Regions from separate parts of the Oryctolagus cuniculus genome. Here region 1 is linked to region 2. Evidence: chromatin contacts called from public Hi-C data. All regions are on one chromosome and are shown on one strand. The core of a region is the stretch at or near the end of the contact, and the rest is flanking DNA. Distances in the headings are between cores, read along the strand shown. Region 1 holds the start of PDE7A (phosphodiesterase 7A). Region 2 overlaps PDE7A (phosphodiesterase 7A).

Region 1 (3,577 bases), core at 603-3,102, 89 kb after region 2:
ACTACCCATTTAAAACTAAAGCTAGGAAATGAGTCAAGGAGGTGTGGAGCTCAAAGCTGGTCTCTGTGGATTAATTAAACATCAGGTACAACCCCAGCATCAGCCTTGATTGAATTCCCTTGGAATATTCCTTCTCATTCATTAACTCTTCAGGGAGTACAAATATTTGTATTTTATTCTTTCATAAATCAGTGATTGACTTTATTATTAACAGAGATCTGGAAACAGAAAATTATCAAGGTCATGTTCCTGCTAATCTAAGGGAGTAAAGTGATACTCCCAAGTGAACAAAGTTACTTTCATTAAAAACCTCTCATTACTCCTGTCAAAAACCTTTGTCAGCAGTGCACTGGTATCACTTCAGTATTAATTCTGGAACATAAAAATGCATTAAGTAGTTCTAGAAAGGCAGATCACAGACCTACTCTTCAAAACCAATTCCAATGTATTCTTTAAAATGCTACTTACTATCAGCAATTCTTACAAGTCTGCTCTGATCTCATTAGCATGCCACTTAGGGCTGTGAAAGAAGTCAGATTTTGAATAAAGATTCAGAGAGAAGCCCAAATACAGGCTCTTGCTTTCTCTAGAAACAACTTAGGCTAACAAGCAAATGACAAATTTACTGGACAGGTTATTAGATGCAAAATCGATCAGCTCTGTCCACACTGTTAAAAAAAAAAAAAAAATCTTGTTCCAGATACTTACAATGTAACTGGAGAGGGAAAACAGACTTCCATGAAAGATATTTGGCTAACCAGTAGAAAAAATATATTTGAAAAAGTGATCATGAACACAGAACTTCTGGTAGCAGAAAATGGGGGACCCCAGTTCAGATGTAAACAAAATTCTATCTCCCTATTTTAAATCTGCCCATCAAAAGGAGCCACAACGTAGGAGGTGGCTAACAGCATCACTACAGAAAAATCAAATTCGGAGGAGCAACCGGTACTGGCCCATTCGAAACAATCTTCCTGCGAGTGTGAGCTCATCAGCCGTGTCTCTCACAAAAAAATCTCCCTGTTATACACAAAACTGATTTCCTAGTTGTCAACTTCGTGGACCTGTCCCTCTGACACCACGTAGGGACCGAGTCAGGGAGAGGACAGCAACGGGGCTGGCAGGCCTATTGTTCAGGGACCAGCCAAGCACCACGGGGCGCGCGGGAGCTGGGGGAGGAGAGGCGCGCACCCAGTACAGGTGTGCATGGGGGGAGTACAGGTGTGTCGGGGGTGAACAGGTGTGCTCGGTGGTCACAGCTGAGGAAGAAGAGCCCAATTCCAGAAGGAAAGAGAGGAACGACAGTCATTCCTGCGGTTCAAAGCGCTGGACATGGAGGGTGTCGGGCCCGAGGAGGGTCTCAAGGGCTCCCACCGAGGCGAGGGGCCGAGGCGGCGGGAGGACAGACAGTGGACAGCCGCGAGGATTCAAAGAAAAGGCTCAGGCATCGAGGGCCAGCCTCGAAATCCCCCCCAAACAATGGCCAAGGCTCGGCTGGGGTGAGCGGCGGGAATTGGAGGTGTCGCAGAGGTGAAGCCCGTTGGAAACAAAGGAGAGAAGCCCCCAAGCGCGGGCCCCGGGCGGTGGTGATTACCTGTGAGAGCTGCCGGGGATTGGGACAGCCGAAGAGCGCGGAGCTGGAGCTGAAGCTGATGGCTCCTCGGCGGCTGAGGACGTGCTGGGGGACCGGCCTGTCCAGGGGCAGCACCGGCAGCTGGTAACATACTTCCATTGAATACGCCCGCCCTGCCTCCGAGCGGCGCCCGCCCTGCCGCGGCCGCCGGCCCCGGCGCCGGCGCTGGGAGGGGGCCGCGGCTCGGGGTCGCCGGGCCCAGGCTGGGGCAGGGCGGGCGGCCGCCGACCCGGGCCCGGGAAGCCGCGCTCACGCCTCCCCCACCCCAGCCCTCCGCCCGGGCCGCCGGCGGGAAGGTGTTGCTGCTTCGGCGGCGGCGGGGGCGCCAGTTACCAGGACCGGCGCGCGCGCCCAGCTCCGGCCGAGGGGAAAACGGGGTGCAAGCCGGGGCTGCACAGGCAGAAGTCGGAGAGGGAACCCCGCCGCCCCAGGGCTCCTCGGCCGAAGAGGAGCGGGACCGGGACAGCAGAGCAAGAGCGGAGCAGGCACGGAGCACCGCGATGCAATTAAAGACGACTGGAGCCAGCGGCCAGACGCAGGGCGCGCGGGGCTCAGGACCAGCGACCAGCTCCGGCCGCCGCCGCCGCCGCCGGAGTCCTGCCCCTCCCCTCCTCCGGAGCCTGACTTCACTCCGCCGCCGGCGCGAGCCCGGCGTAATTCACACTTTGCAGCCGCGGACCCTGCGCCAACCACGGACGCCGCCAACGTGACGTCACGACGCCGCGCCGCAGGCCCAGCGCCCCGCGCCGCCGCCACTGCCGCCGCAGCGCCCAGGGAGAGGAGCTAGCGGCCGAGGGCGTGAGTGGCCGCCCTCCGGCTCCGCACCCTGGAGGGCCGTAGCGTTCCCCCCTCCGCCGCAGACGGCTCCCTCCTTCTCCACCCGCCTCCTCTGCAGCCCACCCCGCAGCTCCCTCCTGTGTCGCCCCGCAACCGAAGGCGCGTGCGCACGAGGCCCCACTGTTTGGGGGCATCCCCTTCAACGCTGAGCTCTTGTGTTGGAGCGTGCTGAGGGTGTGCAGCGGGATCTGCCCACGCGGGAGGCGCCCTTTGGGCCTGCAGACTCCAGAAACGCAAATCACGTGGCGCGTTCGCCGCACTCAGCCCTAACCGCGAGGTCACCGCTGGCTTTCACTCCCCGAATTCCCGATCTGGGGCTTCGCTCGGGACCGCTGCGGCAGTGACGTCAGCGGACCGCGCGGGCACCATCCTCCGCTCTACGTCACTGCCAGTCCCTCGGCGGGGCTGGACTCCCGCGTTCCCCTGGCAGGTGCAGCCCCAGGGCCTTCCCAGGCCGGAGGGGCAGCGAGGGAAGCTGTGAATTTAGAATTATGGTGGGGGGTTGCTAGTGGATGAGGGGGGGGACCCAAAACTGAGAAAGAAGTGAGTATGCAAAGGAAAAAAAAAAACCTATGAAACAGTGATACTGAGAAGACAAAGGAGAAGAGGCGGCTGCTGCATTTCTAGCCAGAAGTGGGTTTTTGTTTGTTCGCTTTTGATTTTTTAGAGAGGAGAAGGTGGAGAGCTCTTGACCTGTTTCGTAGGATATGTAATTTGCATATTCATTTTGTCACATTCCTCCCCAAAGGGTCAAAGCTTTTCAGCAGGAACTGATTCTTTGCAATGCTTTCCAGCCTCTGCTACTTCAGCTTTAACAAGTTCTCCCCCGCTGGCAAAATTGTTGATTTGGCTCATCTTCAGGGCACCCACTCTTCCACTTATTTGGGATGACTAGCCAGTGGCAGGCAAGGTGACAGGCCTTTATAAGTACTGCACGGCCTCTACCGATGATACCAGGGGCAAATGCATTTGATCTGGTAAATAAGCAAAAGTCTGCATCTTCCCATGGCGTTTCTGCTTTCTTCGCGAATGTTTCCTTGTCTGCTCTCTACTATTAAAATAAATACAAGTATAATTTCCACCGTGGGCTTGTAGATTTTGTCTTCA
Region 2 (3,590 bases), core at 1,072-3,571:
AATTTGGTGCCAGGGACCATTCTGGATGCTGGAGTTACCATGGTGAGGGAGACAGACAGGGTCCTTGTTTTCACAGAGCTTGCATTCTGTCCCCTGGTTTTCTCGATTATGAGCTGTTTATGTTCAAACACCTTTTCCTGTCCTCTATATCTCACTTTCTTTCCAGTTCTTAACTGCTTATTTGTTCTATTCTGCTTGCTTTTATAGCCATTAGTATATGCAGTATAGGTTCTATCTCCTGCTTGTTCCAAATCTGTGTTTCTGTGATATTATTGAGAGTTTTGTTTATACTATTTCCAGATTTGAGTGTAAACATGTGTCAATTCCTTGTTATCTCAATGCGCTCTATAGTAAACTAGTGATTCGTCTAGCTTTTAAGTGAATGGCAAGAAATGGTTATAATTTTCATCAGTTCTAATGGCAGTATTTTCCCATTAAATGTTAATCATTAAGTTTTGCTGTTCCTATCTATTGTTTTTTTTACTTAATTAAATTATCTGATGTGCCAGTTTCTTTTCAAAAAACAATCATTACTGAATGGAATGAATTCTACTGAACCAACTCTGCACCAAATTCTCAATGGGAACAACGAGGCAGAGGAGCCCTCTGAGATTCACCACTCAAATGATCTCTACTCCTCTGCCAAAGAGACAGATCGCTAATTAAAACATGTATCTGTGGCCGGCGTTGTGGCATAGCAAGTTAAGCTACTGCATGCAATTTCAGCATCCCATACTTTTTAAAGTGAGTCTCTTCTACACAGAATATAGGTGGACTGTGTCCTAGTACATCTGGTGATGCTATAACAAAATACTGAGGCTAGGTAACTTATAAAGATTCGTTTGTTGTAGATCCTAAGGCTGGGAAGTCCAAGATTCAAAGACTGCTTCTAGTGAAGACCTCTTTGCTGTGTCAAGGCAGGAGGGCACGACAGGGTGTGAGTAAATTAGAAGGGGGGCCTAAACTCATACTTTACTAGGAACCCACTCCCAGCATGCCCTGCCCTGTGATAATGGCACTAACCCACCTGAGAAGTGAACATTCCGAGTCACACTAGGGCACTCTGGACAACTACTCCTGTAATTGTTTCTGATAAGGATTTTTCCTACTTTAGTGTTTGTTTTAGAGCAGAGCCCAACCTCTGAGGCTTTACCTCCCCCCCCCACCTTTAAAAAAAAAAAAAAAAAAGACCTATTCATTCATTTGAAAGGAAGAGCCACAGAGAGGCAGAGGCAGAGACAAAAAGAGAGAGAGAGAGAGAGAGAGACCGACCGACCAACCGACCGACCCTCCAGCCACTAGTCCACTCCCCAGATGGCCGCAACGGCCAGAGCTGAGCTGATCCCAAGCCACGAGCCAGAAAACTCCTCCGGGTCTCCCACACAGGTACAGGGGCCTAAGGACTTGGACCATCGTCTACTGCTTTCCCAGGCCATAGCAGAAAGCTGGATTGGAAGTGGAGCAGCCAGGACTTGATCCAGCACCCATATGGGATACTGGCACTGCAGGCAGTGGTCTCACCCACTACACCCTGGCGCCAGCCCCTCGCCCCTTTCTTTTAAAAGATTATATTTTTCCTGGTTCTTCCTGGGGATTAGGCATCTTCAGTCCTCGTTTCTACTCTACCTAGCTTTCAGAATAGGTGCAGGCTATGTGGGAAGCGTTAACTATAAGCAATCACTCTTAATACCTGGCACTCTGAATATTCCTCCATGAATTATTTTCTATAGTATATGTATATGGATAATTTTGCACATTGATAAATAAATATGTTTGATTTAATTTCTATTAGCCATGTGTTATTTTAAGGTATAAAATTACACTTTTTGCTGTTAATGTTTCTTTTTATTTTCCTTACAATCAATTCTATGATAAACATTCTTATGATTTAATTTTTGTACACAGGCTGATTCCTTTAGAATGAATCCTCAGAAGAACAAGTAGTAAGACCACATTTTAATGGAACCCAGCAAAATGCCAAACTGGAGAATACATTTTCTAAAAGAAAATTGGAGAGGTCTCCCGAACCGTCCTGGAGTAGTTTCCAGATATGATCTACGAGAAGGGAGCAGGAGCTCGAAATCAAGGACAAACACAGTGCAGTCACCTGGAGACGGCTGGAAAGCTGCAGTGTCCCAGGCTCACTCCCCACTCCCAGCCACCACGTATGCCCACGGCTTCCCTGTGGCAATGAGGGAAGTGAAATCCGTGCATGGAAGAAGCCTAAGGACTAATTCCTGGGGACAACAAAGAAGAATGAGGCGGGGAGGCAGCACCATGGCTTCCATGAGCCCAGCTGGACAGGGCCTGAGTGAAACAAGCAGAGACCACTCCGGCAAGAGAAGACCACGCTGAACGAACGAGCAGCACCACTGGGGAATCTATACGGGAAGACCCACGAGGAACCCAGAGCACGAAAGAGTGACTATGAGAATTCAACTAGCAATTTTCTTCAGACACGGACTGAAAAGCTCACCCTCTAGCCGGATCACACAAAGGCCGACCCCAGCACCGTTATTCTCACAAGCTCTTTCTGTCACAGATCAAACTTGTCTTTATTAAAGTTCCGCTTCCCTCAAACTCAGACTATTTATTCTAAGTCCCAGGCCTGTTCCAGTTTACATGGTTACCTACATTCCGATCCAGCTTAGAGAGCCAACAGGGCTCAGTGAATTAATCAAGTTACTATTAAAGAGCAGCTGGCTTTGCGGGTTCTCTTCTAAAATATCACATTACCTCACTCAGTGACCTGGACAGACTGATCGGCCTCCGCCAGAACGACATGAGCCCTGCTGCTTACCACCACGGGCATCACTTCCAGTCAGCATTCTCAGCTCGGGGCCAGAAAACAAAATGTGGGACAGCAGGCTTTTCCCTCTTTGGAGGAAGAATACAGGAAAGCCCTACGTTAAAGCAACAGAGGGCCGGGGAACCAACACATCCTGAGGATCGTTATTCCAAGCCCTCTCATAGTGTCTTACTTCACACCCAAATCACATGATAAAAATGTCACTGACATGTTATCAGTCAAAAGACATCTTTAGCAGAAAAGCTACTGGATCTCGAGACCTGACCACTCCTTAATCATCCACAAGAGGGAGCTCTCCAGTCACTGTATGTGTATTGTTAAACCAATAAAAATCACATAGATACATATAACCATGAATCACTCTGGGAGATTATTTTTTAAAATATATGTATTTTTGGGCCGGCGCCGTGGCTCACTAGGCTAATCCTCAGCCTTGCGGTGCCGGCACACCGGGTTCTAGTCCCGGTCGGGGCACCGGATTCTGTCCTGGTTGCCCCTCTTCCGGGCCAGCTCTCCCTGTGGCCAGGGAGTACAGTGGAGGATGGCCCAAGTGCTTGGGCCCTGCACCCCATGGGAGACCAGGAGAAGTACCTGGCTCCTGCCATCGGATCAGCGCGGTGTGCCGGCCGCAGCGCACCGGCCATGGCGGCCATTGGAGGGTGAACCAACGGCAAAGGAAGACCTTTCTCTCTGTCTCTCTCTCTCACTGTCCACTCTGCCTGTCAAAAAAATAAATAAATAAAATATGTATTTTTAAAACATTCAGTGCTATAAGGTTTTA

The links. A called contact is a pair of places that touch in the nucleus more often than the background predicts.
Region 1: a contact with region 2 is called in a Hi-C map of psoas muscle, with 4 times the contacts expected there. The contact joins the promoter of PDE7A here to the enhancer-like site in region 2. A contact is called at or near these places in 3 of 6 Hi-C or Micro-C datasets (ear pinna, psoas muscle and an unstated tissue).

Annotation. Positions count from the first base shown.
Region 1 is chr6:91,549,153-91,552,729 of mOryCun1.1, forward strand. PDE7A (phosphodiesterase 7A) reads right to left here and starts at 1,853. Exons shown (of 14, transcript XM_008255575.4): 1 at 1,595-1,853. The coding sequence starts at 1,732.
Region 2 is chr6:91,459,805-91,463,394 of mOryCun1.1, forward strand. The region is part of intron 4 of PDE7A (phosphodiesterase 7A); the gene reads right to left. Among named protein-coding and RNA genes, the nearest start is that of PDE7A, 89 kb to the right of the region's middle. Within about 2 kb of position 2,322, at least 3 of the 8 cell types and tissues checked have an H3K27ac peak or open chromatin away from gene starts, as enhancers often do.